3 separate regions of the Ovis aries genome follow, and all the other regions are linked to region 2. A link is a contact called in public Hi-C data. All regions are on one chromosome and are shown on one strand. The core of a region is the stretch at or near the end of the contact, and the rest is flanking DNA. Distances in the headings are between cores, read along the strand shown.

The links. Hi-C and Micro-C count contacts between places; a contact is called where the count stands out from the background.
Region 1: a contact with region 2 is called in a Hi-C map of blood, with 2.9 times the contacts expected there. The contact joins the promoter of SRP9 here to the enhancer-like site in region 2. A contact is called at or near these places in 3 of 16 Hi-C or Micro-C datasets (blood and mesenteric adipose tissue).
Region 3: a Hi-C map of retroperitoneal adipose tissue shows a contact between it and region 2, with 2.1 times the contacts expected there. The contact joins the promoter of EPHX1 here to the enhancer-like site in region 2. A contact is called at or near these places in 4 of 16 Hi-C or Micro-C datasets (hypothalamus, muscle, retroperitoneal adipose tissue and 1 more).

The regions. Positions count from the first base shown.
Region 1 is chr12:28,087,090-28,090,366 of ARS-UI_Ramb_v3.0, reverse strand. SRP9 (signal recognition particle 9) reads right to left here and starts at 1,708. Exons shown (of 3, transcript XM_004013626.5): 1 at 1,518-1,708. The coding sequence starts at 1,589. It overlaps LOC121820768 (a long non-coding RNA gene), which reads left to right and starts at 1,201. Exons shown (of 2, transcript XR_006061455.2): 1 at 1,201-1,259; 2 at 1,336-3,277. It overlaps LOC132657456 (a long non-coding RNA gene), which reads right to left. Exons shown (of 4, transcript XR_009595667.1): 4 at 2,995-3,277.
Region 2 is chr12:28,277,410-28,280,673 of ARS-UI_Ramb_v3.0, reverse strand. No RefSeq gene overlaps it. Among named protein-coding and RNA genes, the nearest start is that of SDE2, 29 kb to the left of the region's middle. Within about 2 kb of position 1,958, at least 16 of the 54 cell types and tissues checked have an H3K27ac peak or open chromatin away from gene starts, as enhancers often do. A contact at or near this core is called in tail adipose tissue, where this site is marked.
Region 3 is chr12:28,121,093-28,124,348 of ARS-UI_Ramb_v3.0, reverse strand. It overlaps EPHX1 (epoxide hydrolase 1), which reads right to left and starts at 1,486. Exons shown (of 9, transcript XM_012187144.4): 1 at 1,439-1,486.

The DNA of each region.
Region 1 (3,277 bases), core at 459-2,958, 190 kb after region 2:
TACAAAAGTCCTGTATAGTCCTCACGGTACACTGCTTAAAGAAAACAAATGGTCCTACGAACAAAATCAACCAAATGGAGGAGCCAGAAATTGTGTCATAAACAAAGTACTCAATTTCACAAGTATCTAATTCATTTTATTATTTATTACTATTACATCACTTTATTGCAAAGAATGGAACTAAGACTGTTTCTGGCTTGTTACTTATCTAGGTCTAAAAAGCTAGCAGGGCTTTTCAATATTTCAAATAATATTTAGATGACAATAAAAACCAAGAGGAAGAAAAATCAAGACCCAAATGCTAAATTCTTGTCCTTGCAACTTCTCTGGTTACTAACACACACACGGATCCCTGTAATTCATTCACGGCCCTGGTAAAATTATGATAAGCCGATGTCAGAGGTTAGCTTATTATAATTTTATGGGGGCCATGAATGAATTACAGGGATCCATGTGTGTGTGTTACTCGCTCACTTTGTGTCCGACTCTTTGTGACCCCATGGACTCTAGTCCCACCAGGCTCCTCTGTCTGGAATTCTCCAGGCAAGAATACTGGAGTGGGTTGCCATTCCCTTTTCCAAGGGATCTACTTGACCCAGGGATCAAACACGAGTCTCCTGCATTGCAGGCAGATTCTTTACTGTCTGAGCCTCCAATGAAGGCCACAGGGATCCACGGACCCCCTAAAACTGTTTACAAACATTTATGTGTTAAGTGCATTCTCCTACTCTTAAAGGGCACTAACCTCCAAAATATTAAGAACCACTAATCTGCGGGAGGTAGATGCCTCCAAATGAGGGTCTTTGATGCTTCTGAACTGCGGTGTTGGAGAAGACTCTTGGGAGAAGACTCTTGAGAGTCCCTTGAACTGTAAGGAGATCCAACCAGTCCATCCTAAAGGAAATCAGTCCTGAATATTCACTGGAAGGACTGATGCTGAAACTCCAATACTTTGGCCACCGGATGCGAAGAACTGACTCATTTGAAAAGACTCTGATGCTGGGAAAGACCTGGGAAAGGCGGGAGAAGGGGACGACAGAGGATGAGATGGTTGGATGGCATCACCGACTCGATGGACACTGAGTCTGAGTAAGCTCCGGGAGTTGGTGATGGACAGGGAAGCTTAGCGTGGTGCAGTCCATAGTGTCGCAAAGAGTCGGACACGACTAAGCGACTGAACTGAAACTGAACTGAAGCGCCACAGGAAGCCGAAGCTGCAGAGGGGAGGAGCCCTGCCCTTAGAGACACGTAAACCAACGGTAGGGAAGCTCAGGGATTGTAGGCGGGGGAAGGCTTCTTAGAGCCCTGACTTGACCCTGATTTTGCTGGTTTCAGGCTTCACTGGGCCCTTCTTAAGAGAAGAGACGAAAAGAACAATCGGACTTCGCGCGGAGTCCGTCTCTCTTCACACACAGCACCTCCTAGGATGCTGCAGAAGCTCCGGAGGCCGAGCGGACGCCAGAGAAGACATCCTGACCCGAGCTAGGACAGAGACACTGGCTCCGCCTGCGATTTACCTTCATTGGGTCGGCGAGGTAGAGTTTCTCCGCTGCGCGACTGAACTCCTCCCAAGTCTGGTACTGCGGCATCGTGGGACCGCGGCAGAAGGACAGAAAGAGGCACGGCTGTGGACCGGAGGCGGCGCAGCACGGCCCACCTACCTCCCTAACTCCCACAGCCGGCTACCGAGACAGGGGCCCAGAAGCTCAAGGATGGCGGCGCCGCCTCGCACCAACGCCTCGCTCCATTGGTCAGCCTGGATCGTTCTTGCCCAATGGGAAGGAGGGATGTTGCATAGGAGGCGGAGCCCCAAGCGTGTGAGTCTGGGAGAGGGTCCGAAGAGGTGGAGAGAGGAGAGACGATGGAGGTTGCCACAGCGCCCCTTGTAGGACTGGAGGAGGATCTGTCCCGCTGTCCTTCTGGCTGGACGACAACGATAAAGCCCAGGTTTCTTCAGCAAAGATAGAGCGGCTTAGTGATAAGCGCTGGAGCTGTCTCGCTTACAGCTTAGTAAAAGGCGAGACAAAAACAGAAGAGTGCAATGGAGAGCTTTCTATGATAGACATCTGTGTCTAGAGGACGCTAACGGGGATGACACAAGTTGAATCTTGAGAAACATGACGGGTGTTAAACAGGTGGGCAGGGCAGGAGGCCTATTTTAGATCCGTAGTGTATTTAATGTGGGCATCCCCTGGAGGAGGGCATGGCTGCTGCTGCTGCTGCTGCTGCTAAGTCGCTTCAGTCGTATCCGACTCTGTGCGATCCCATAGACGGCAGCCCACCAGGCTCCCCCGTCCCTGGGATTCTCCAGGCAAGACTACTGGAGTGGGGTGCCATTGCCTTCTCCGGAGGGCATGGCAACCCACTCCAGTGTTCTTGCCTGCAGAATCGCATGGACAGAATAGCCATAGAGTTGCAAAGAGTCAGATAGGACCGAAGCGACTTAGGACGCAAGCACGTATTTGGGGCACGGGGGAAGAATGGGAAGAAATCATATCACTTAAGCCGGAAGAAATTTGAACTTTGTTCTCCAGGCTATGGAGTGAGGTAGAAGGGTATTTTTCTTTAATCAAGTTGAAGTATATTTTATGTATAGTAAAACATCAGTTTTAAGGCTTTCCTGGCGGCTCAGTGGTAAAGAATCCGCCTGCCAATGCAGAAGATACAGCTTCTATCCCTGGTCCCGGGAAGATCTCACATGCCGGTGAGCCACTAAGCCCCTGCCCCACAACTACTGAGACTGCGCCCTAGAGCTTGTGCGCTAAAACAAGAGAAGCCACCACAGTTAGAAGCCCCAAGCACCACAAGGAAACAAAGAGCAATGCCCCGCCCGCCAGAACTTGAGAAAGCCGTCGCAGAGCAAGGAAGACCCAGTACAGCCAAAAATAAATAAATACAATTATAGAAAGTAAGTTATACTAAACACATCGGCCCTGGACTTTGCTCTCCATTGTTCAGCAAGTGGAGAGCCGGCAGATGTTAATCACAACAGGACGCGGTATGATTAATTTTTATTTTTAGAACACGTCACTAGTGGCTGTAGGAAAGCTGAATTGGTGAAGTCCAGCCTGTGCAAGGTCAAAAGTGAAAGCTTTTATTCTTTCACCTAAGTTGGTTACCTCCTATGATTGTTTCCGTGCCCTTGCTTCCCATTCAATCTCATTCCCACCATAGTACCTTCTACTCTGTCCCCACCTCAACTCTCAAATGAAGTTGCTTTCACAAGGTCACTAACTGCTCTCAGAGTCACTAGTGACCTTCATATTGCCCAGTCCAG
Region 2 (3,264 bases), core at 709-3,208:
ATATCTCCAACTTTAATATAGTCAAATTGAGCAGTCTTTTATGACAGTTTTTTTTTTAATTAAAAAATGTATTTATTTATTTTGTTTTGGCCGCGCTGGGTCTTTGTCGTGGTGCATAGTCCCTAGAGTGCCTGTGCTCAGTAGCTGTGGCACTCAGGCTCTCTAGCTGTGGTGCATGGGCTGAGATGCCCTGCCCGGTGCCCGGCATGTGGGATGTTAGTCCCTGACCAGGGGTCAGACCCGAGTCCCCTGCACTGGAAGGCAGATTCTTAATCACTGTACCTCCAGGGAAGTCCCTATGACAGTTCTTTTAGTGTCTTACGTGTCCAAGGAGTCTTGCCCTACCCTTTGTTCATTAAGATAGAAACCCTCTGTTCTCTCCTAAAGTTTTTTTAGCTGTGCCTCACACATTTAGGTCTATAATCCACCAAGAACTCATTTGAGGGATGGGTGAGGGAAGGGATGGACTGGGAACTGGGGATTAGCAGACCCAAACTATTACATATAGAATTACAACAAGGTCCTACTATATGGCACAGGGAACTATATTCAATATCCTGAGATAAACCATCATGGAAAGAAATATAAGGAAAGAATGTCTATATATGTATATATACACACACACACATATATGTATATATACACGTACAAATAAAGAATGTACATATATATACACATATATATACATATACATATCTGAATCTGCTGTACAGCAGAAATTAACACAACATGGTAATTCAATTATACTTTAATTAAAAAAAAGAATTGATTTGTATGATGTGAGATAGGGGTCCGATTTTATTTTTTTCCATATAGATACTTCAAAGAGCACTATTTGTTGAAAAGAGCATTCTTTCTTTATTACAATTTTGTACATTTAAAAAATGCACACATAAAATATATAGATAAATACATAAAAATAAATGTACAAATCTGTACATTTGTGATAAATCAAGTATTCATACATCCATGGGTCTGTTTCTGACTCTCTCTTTTGTTCTGCTGGTGTACCTGTCTTCCCTACCAACACCACATTGTCTTAATTCCATGAACCCTTGCCCCCTGCACTGGAAGCATGATGACATAACCACTGGACCACCAGGGAAGTTCATGCTGTTTTTGTTACTATAGGTTTATGGTGTGGTCTGAGGTCAGGGAGTCTGACTCTTCCAGCTCCAGTTTTCTTTCTCAGGATGGATATTTTCTGCAGTTGATGTCTAAAATTACCCTTTTTCAACATAAGAGAGTTTAGAAGAAATAAAACCCTAAATATGAAAACTAAAATTATACGGCAGGGCAACTTAAACACTGGTGAGGTGCTAGATTTATCAATAGCTACTCAAGAAATCTAGTTTGAAAATTCCCAAAATTTGGGGAAACAGATGCAGCCATTTCATTGCTAAAGACTTAGAAAATGTGAATATTCCTTTTGGAATGCAAATAGAGTAGCAAAAGGGCCAGTACCACCTGTAAATCTACCCCTGCCTCCTGTAGGTCAGAAGAAAAGCGCTGCATGCATAGAGAGGTTTATAACAGCAGTGCTTCCAGGAGTGAAAACAAAACAAACTATGGTGTCCCATCAACAGACATGATGACAACACAGAGCAATCAAAATGAGGTGTATAGTAACTGTGTAAAACAGGGAAGAGTGTGGAATTCTAAGTTAAAAACAAAATCCATCAAACAGGTATAGATGATCTACTAAAATTTGTGAGGGAAAAAATTACTAAAAGTTGTAAGGGAATAAAAGGAATGAAAATTGTACGATTATAGCTACCGCACCCCATTTTTAAAGTTTCAAAATGATCATGAAAAATCTGGCTGTTTGGGTGTTTTCAACTTAAAAGTAAGAGCAGGGAGCGGTGAGTCACCAGCCTGGCGCAGTTCACCTCTCTTTCCACCACTCTGCCTGGCTGAATCCAACTCATTCTCCACATATCATATTGAATGTTAGCTCATCACAGAGACCTGACTCATCTCCCTAAAGGAGAACCCAGATATGCACTTTCGTTTTCTCTTAGTGTGCTCTATAATTCACACTTTGCGCACTTCCTTCCGTCCAGATGGCTTGAGTTTAAACCTCAAACCCCAAATTAATAACAAGCTACCTCTCTGGGCCGCAGGTTCCTCATCTGCGAAATGGGGGCAATGACAGCCCTTCCTGGTGAGGAGCTGGGGAACTCCTGCTTGTAAAATTCTCTGTGATCTGGGTTCACAGTAAGTGCAGCTGTGGGGGTCTTTAGGGATTAATTAGGTTTAGATGAGATAATGGAGATGAGGCCCTCACAGTGGAATTAATGCTCTTATAAAAGAGGAAGCTGCAACAGAACTCTCTCTCTACCACGTGAGCACACAGCAAGACAAGCCAGGAAGTGTGCTCTCACCAGAGACCGAATCAGCTGCCACCTTGACCTTGAGCCTCCCAGCCTCCAGAAGTGTGAGGTGATAAATGTCTGTTGTAGTCTGTGGTATTTTGTTATGGAAACCTGAGTTAACAAAACCATGTTATAAAAGTGTTGGCTATGATTAGTATTTAACTGTGTCATCATTAAAAATCATGTTTTTGAAGACTTTTATTTCATGCTATAACAACACCAAGTGGAGAACAGGATAAAAATCGACGAACACCAACACCTTAAATTTTGAAATAGCATGGAGGAAAACATACCACTATGTGGTAATAGAGGTTAATATCTAGGAGGTATGTTTATAGATTACTTCAATTTTCTTTTTTGTAGTTTTCTGTATTTTCAAATGTTTTCTACATGAGCAATAGAAAAAGTTTAAAAAAGCAATGAATTCTTGTAAAATGTGTTTTATGCATTTGACGAGCTCATGTGCTACCCTTTCCTCTCTTACCTTGGGCCTCGTGGCCGCTGCCTGAATCCTGCTTGGCCTGAAGGTACAGCCACAGGGTTCTCCCCTTGGTGACCCTGGGCGAGTCCTGTGACCTCTCTGGTCTTGGTTTCTTCATTTGGGAGGACCCTGTGATCTTGTGGGGGTTTGGAGAAGAGAAGACGACCACTGAGCCAAAGTACCTTGGAGATGCTTTGGATGGGCAGCGTAACACTGTGATTCCCATAACATCAGGTATTCCGCGTCCCTCCTCTACCTGCCAGCAGCCAGCCCAGTCTCAGTGGCAGGGTCAGAGTCAGGAAAATCTCCCACCACTCCCCTACCTTTGTACTGCCCAGGAGGGCACTGCTCAGAGCCGGGTCAGGGGCTGGTGGGGGTGGGGGATGAATGGGAAATACAGAAAAATCA
Region 3 (3,256 bases), core at 237-2,736, 160 kb after region 2:
GTTGCCATGCCCTTTCCCGGGGGGATCTTTCTGACCCAGGGATACAACATACATCTCCCGCTTCCCCTGCACTGCAGGCAGATTCTTTACCCCTGACCCACCGGGGAAGCCCAGAGTTTCTTGCTAAATCAGACCTACTAGGGCTAGTGAAAGACCTCCACAAGGTCCTCAAGCCCCTACTCCCAGAAGGATGCAACCACCACACCAGAAGACAGTGTTACTTTCCAGACTGGGGCCCCTTCTTTCAAGTGTTAACTTTTAATGGTATATTCAGAGGAGTCTGCAGAGTGGCACCCAAACGGGCATAAATCCCAATGTTCTCAACAATTTCCCGCAACAGCTCATACATCCGATGTACTGGGTGCTGAGGTGCCGAATGCAGAGGTCCCCCCCCCCCCACCAGCCCCTTACCTTTCAACCCTATTCTCTGTACAGAGCCCACGGGGCAGGGACAGGGCTAAGAGAGGGCTGTCTGTCCATCCCTGCGTCAGGGGCCCACACATCTTTGTGCAGCCAGAAGTTCATATAGTAGAGGAGAGTGAACGGGGTGGGAGGCGCAGCTTTAAAAGAATCAAAATCAGAGTCACAACATCGTCAGAGCCCGCACCTGCACCCTGAAGGCTTCAGAAGGGCCGGGCAGGCGAGGGGCCAGAGGCTAAGTTCCCCAGCATCCCTCCGGGGAGGGAGGCTTGCAGGAGTCTCTGGTCTCTGCTGCCCTTAGACTGGTCACATCCCTAGGCTCCTAATGCACGGTGAACTCTTTTCCCCGGACCCAAGTTTCCTTTCCTGGGCGCTGAGCTGGGCGGGGTTGGAGCGGGAGAGAAAAACTGGAACCGCGGTTAGAGATGGTGAGAGAGGACGTCTCAGCCAAAAGACTTGAGGTCTGTTTAGGACTCCGGTGACAAACAAGTGCAGTATGAGCCAGACGCCTCCTGGAAGCTGTACTCCCCGGGAGAGCCAGGCAAGGGGGCCGCCGCCGCGCTTCCCCGCGCCCCCTCCCCCCGCATTCGGTTGGCAGAGCGCGTGCGGGCCTCTTCCCGGAATCCCAAGCGCCTGCGGACCGCACGCGGCGAGGCCTCGGTCGGGACCCAGCTGCGGGCGGCGGGGCAGGGGCGGCGGCGGAGGCCTGTGTGAAAGTCTCCCCGGAGCCCTGGCTGTGCGGCGCCCGCCGCCAGCGTCCCCCAGCCCTCGGGATCGCGTTGTGCCCCTGCACCCTGGGAGCGCCCGGGCCCCCGGAAACTGCGCAGACGCCCCGGAGCGCTTACGGTCGTCGGCTCCCTGGTTCCTGGGCTTGGCGGTCCCTCCGGCTCCGGCTCTCCGGGTTCCCCTGCTCCCGATTCGCGCGTCCCCTGACTACCCTGCGCTGACCCCGCCCGGGCTCGGCCCCCCAGCGGGCGGGCCGGGCCACCGAGGTTCAGTCCCGCTCCGCCCCTGTTACCTGGGCCACCCGGATGACTCTGCACCTTCCTAAGCCCGCCTCTGCTTTGGAAGAGAGCTCTCAGAGTGCAGCCTGCGGTCAGAAACGGTGTCGAAGTTCTTGGTCACTGAATCAATAAACAAACAAACCTCAAGCTTCAGCCTTGTGTAACTTTTTTAACCAGTTCATTGTTATTGTATTTTACACGTGTGTTGTGTGTCCAGGACAGATTGGGGAATTTTAAAGCAAACAAACCCGTCTTTCAACACACAGTCTGAGAAACACTAGTCTGAGTGAAATTTGAACCCGCACAAAGAATTCTTCATGGTGAGGACTGAGATCTACAAAGTGGAGCTGGACGCCTGGAGCGTAGCTCGTTCCTGGCTAATAAAAACACTCAACTTAGTTCCCTCTCCAAACCTTTGCTTATGTAGTATTCCTGGAAAGGATGCTCTCCTGCATCCAAATATGACCTACTGTTCTTTAATCCCACACCTTCCTAGTGAAGCCTGATCTCATCCCTGCAGTCTCTGACATCTCTGTACTCCTTCAAAACTTGCAGTCTATGAGATTCCTCCATGCCTAACCAAATCTTTCAAACAGAAGCTCTGCTTCTGGCCATTTTACCAAGGGACTCAAATTTGTTATCTTTCAAACTCAGTGATGATGAAAGCATCCTAAAATTAGATATTGGTGATGACTATACCACCATAACTCTGTGAATACACTAAAAACTACTGAATTGTACACTTTAAAAGGATTAATTCTATAGTATGTGAATTATATCTCAGTAAAACTGTCAGTTTTGTATTAAAAAAAAAAAACTGCAGTGAGGTTGTAACCTCACTCCTCATTCCTGTGTCCTAAAATCCTCGACATACGTTCTTGTTAGATTTCAACAAACTCACTCAGAAGGATAATGCAGATAGTGGAGTGCAGTTTATTACACCAGCGGGCCCAAGGCAGAGTCTCCTCTTAGCCAAGGACCCAGACTAGCGTTTATGAAAATCTTTTATACCCCATGCGTACATGTCTGAACCCACCACTCCAAATTCCTTGAGACTTACATAAACCAAGGAAAATACAATCCCAATAACTCCATGATTCACGTGCTACGTGCTCATGTGCTCAGTCAAATGATTAGCCAGTAATCAATAAACCCGAGGTTACACTCAGATAGATACAGAAAAATTTATGGCCTGTCTGGAGGAAAGGGTGATTAGTGTATGTTTTCTCTTAGGCGATGAGTAACCTAGATACGATCTTCAAGGTTCCCCTGTCAGGAGGGGGTCTTTTCCTTCTGTTGTTGTTTTCATAGGCACTAAACACAGAGTTCAGAGTCCATTGGAAAGGTGGCCGAGCACGATCAGCATGAACAGGCCTACGATGGAGTCCAGGCCTTATGAATACCTTCTTTAAGATCATTCACCCAGCGTTAGAATATGAAATCTAAGCTAGTGCTAGATATTCCAAAGTACAATCTACCTAGACACAGTAAATAAATAAGGCACTGAGTCCAACTCAGCAGGGCAAAATTTAGACAGTCAGATTTCAGATTTCAGCTTTCAGTCAAAAGCTATTGAAAGGTTTATGGACTGAAAGAATGGGTATAATGTGATCTCTAGAATAAACTATGTGCTTTTTAAAAGTCAAAACAAAGGCTGTTCTTCTGTACAAACGTCTGGAGAGTTTCCAGGTACATCGGGGAGAATTAAAAATAATGTGTGTGGGGGGATGAAAACTGTAGATCGATTCCTGAGTCACTGGAAGGAAACAACATCTTTTACGCCAAAAATGCATAAGATGAGTCTAATCGTGAGGAAACCTCAGGAAAGAAAC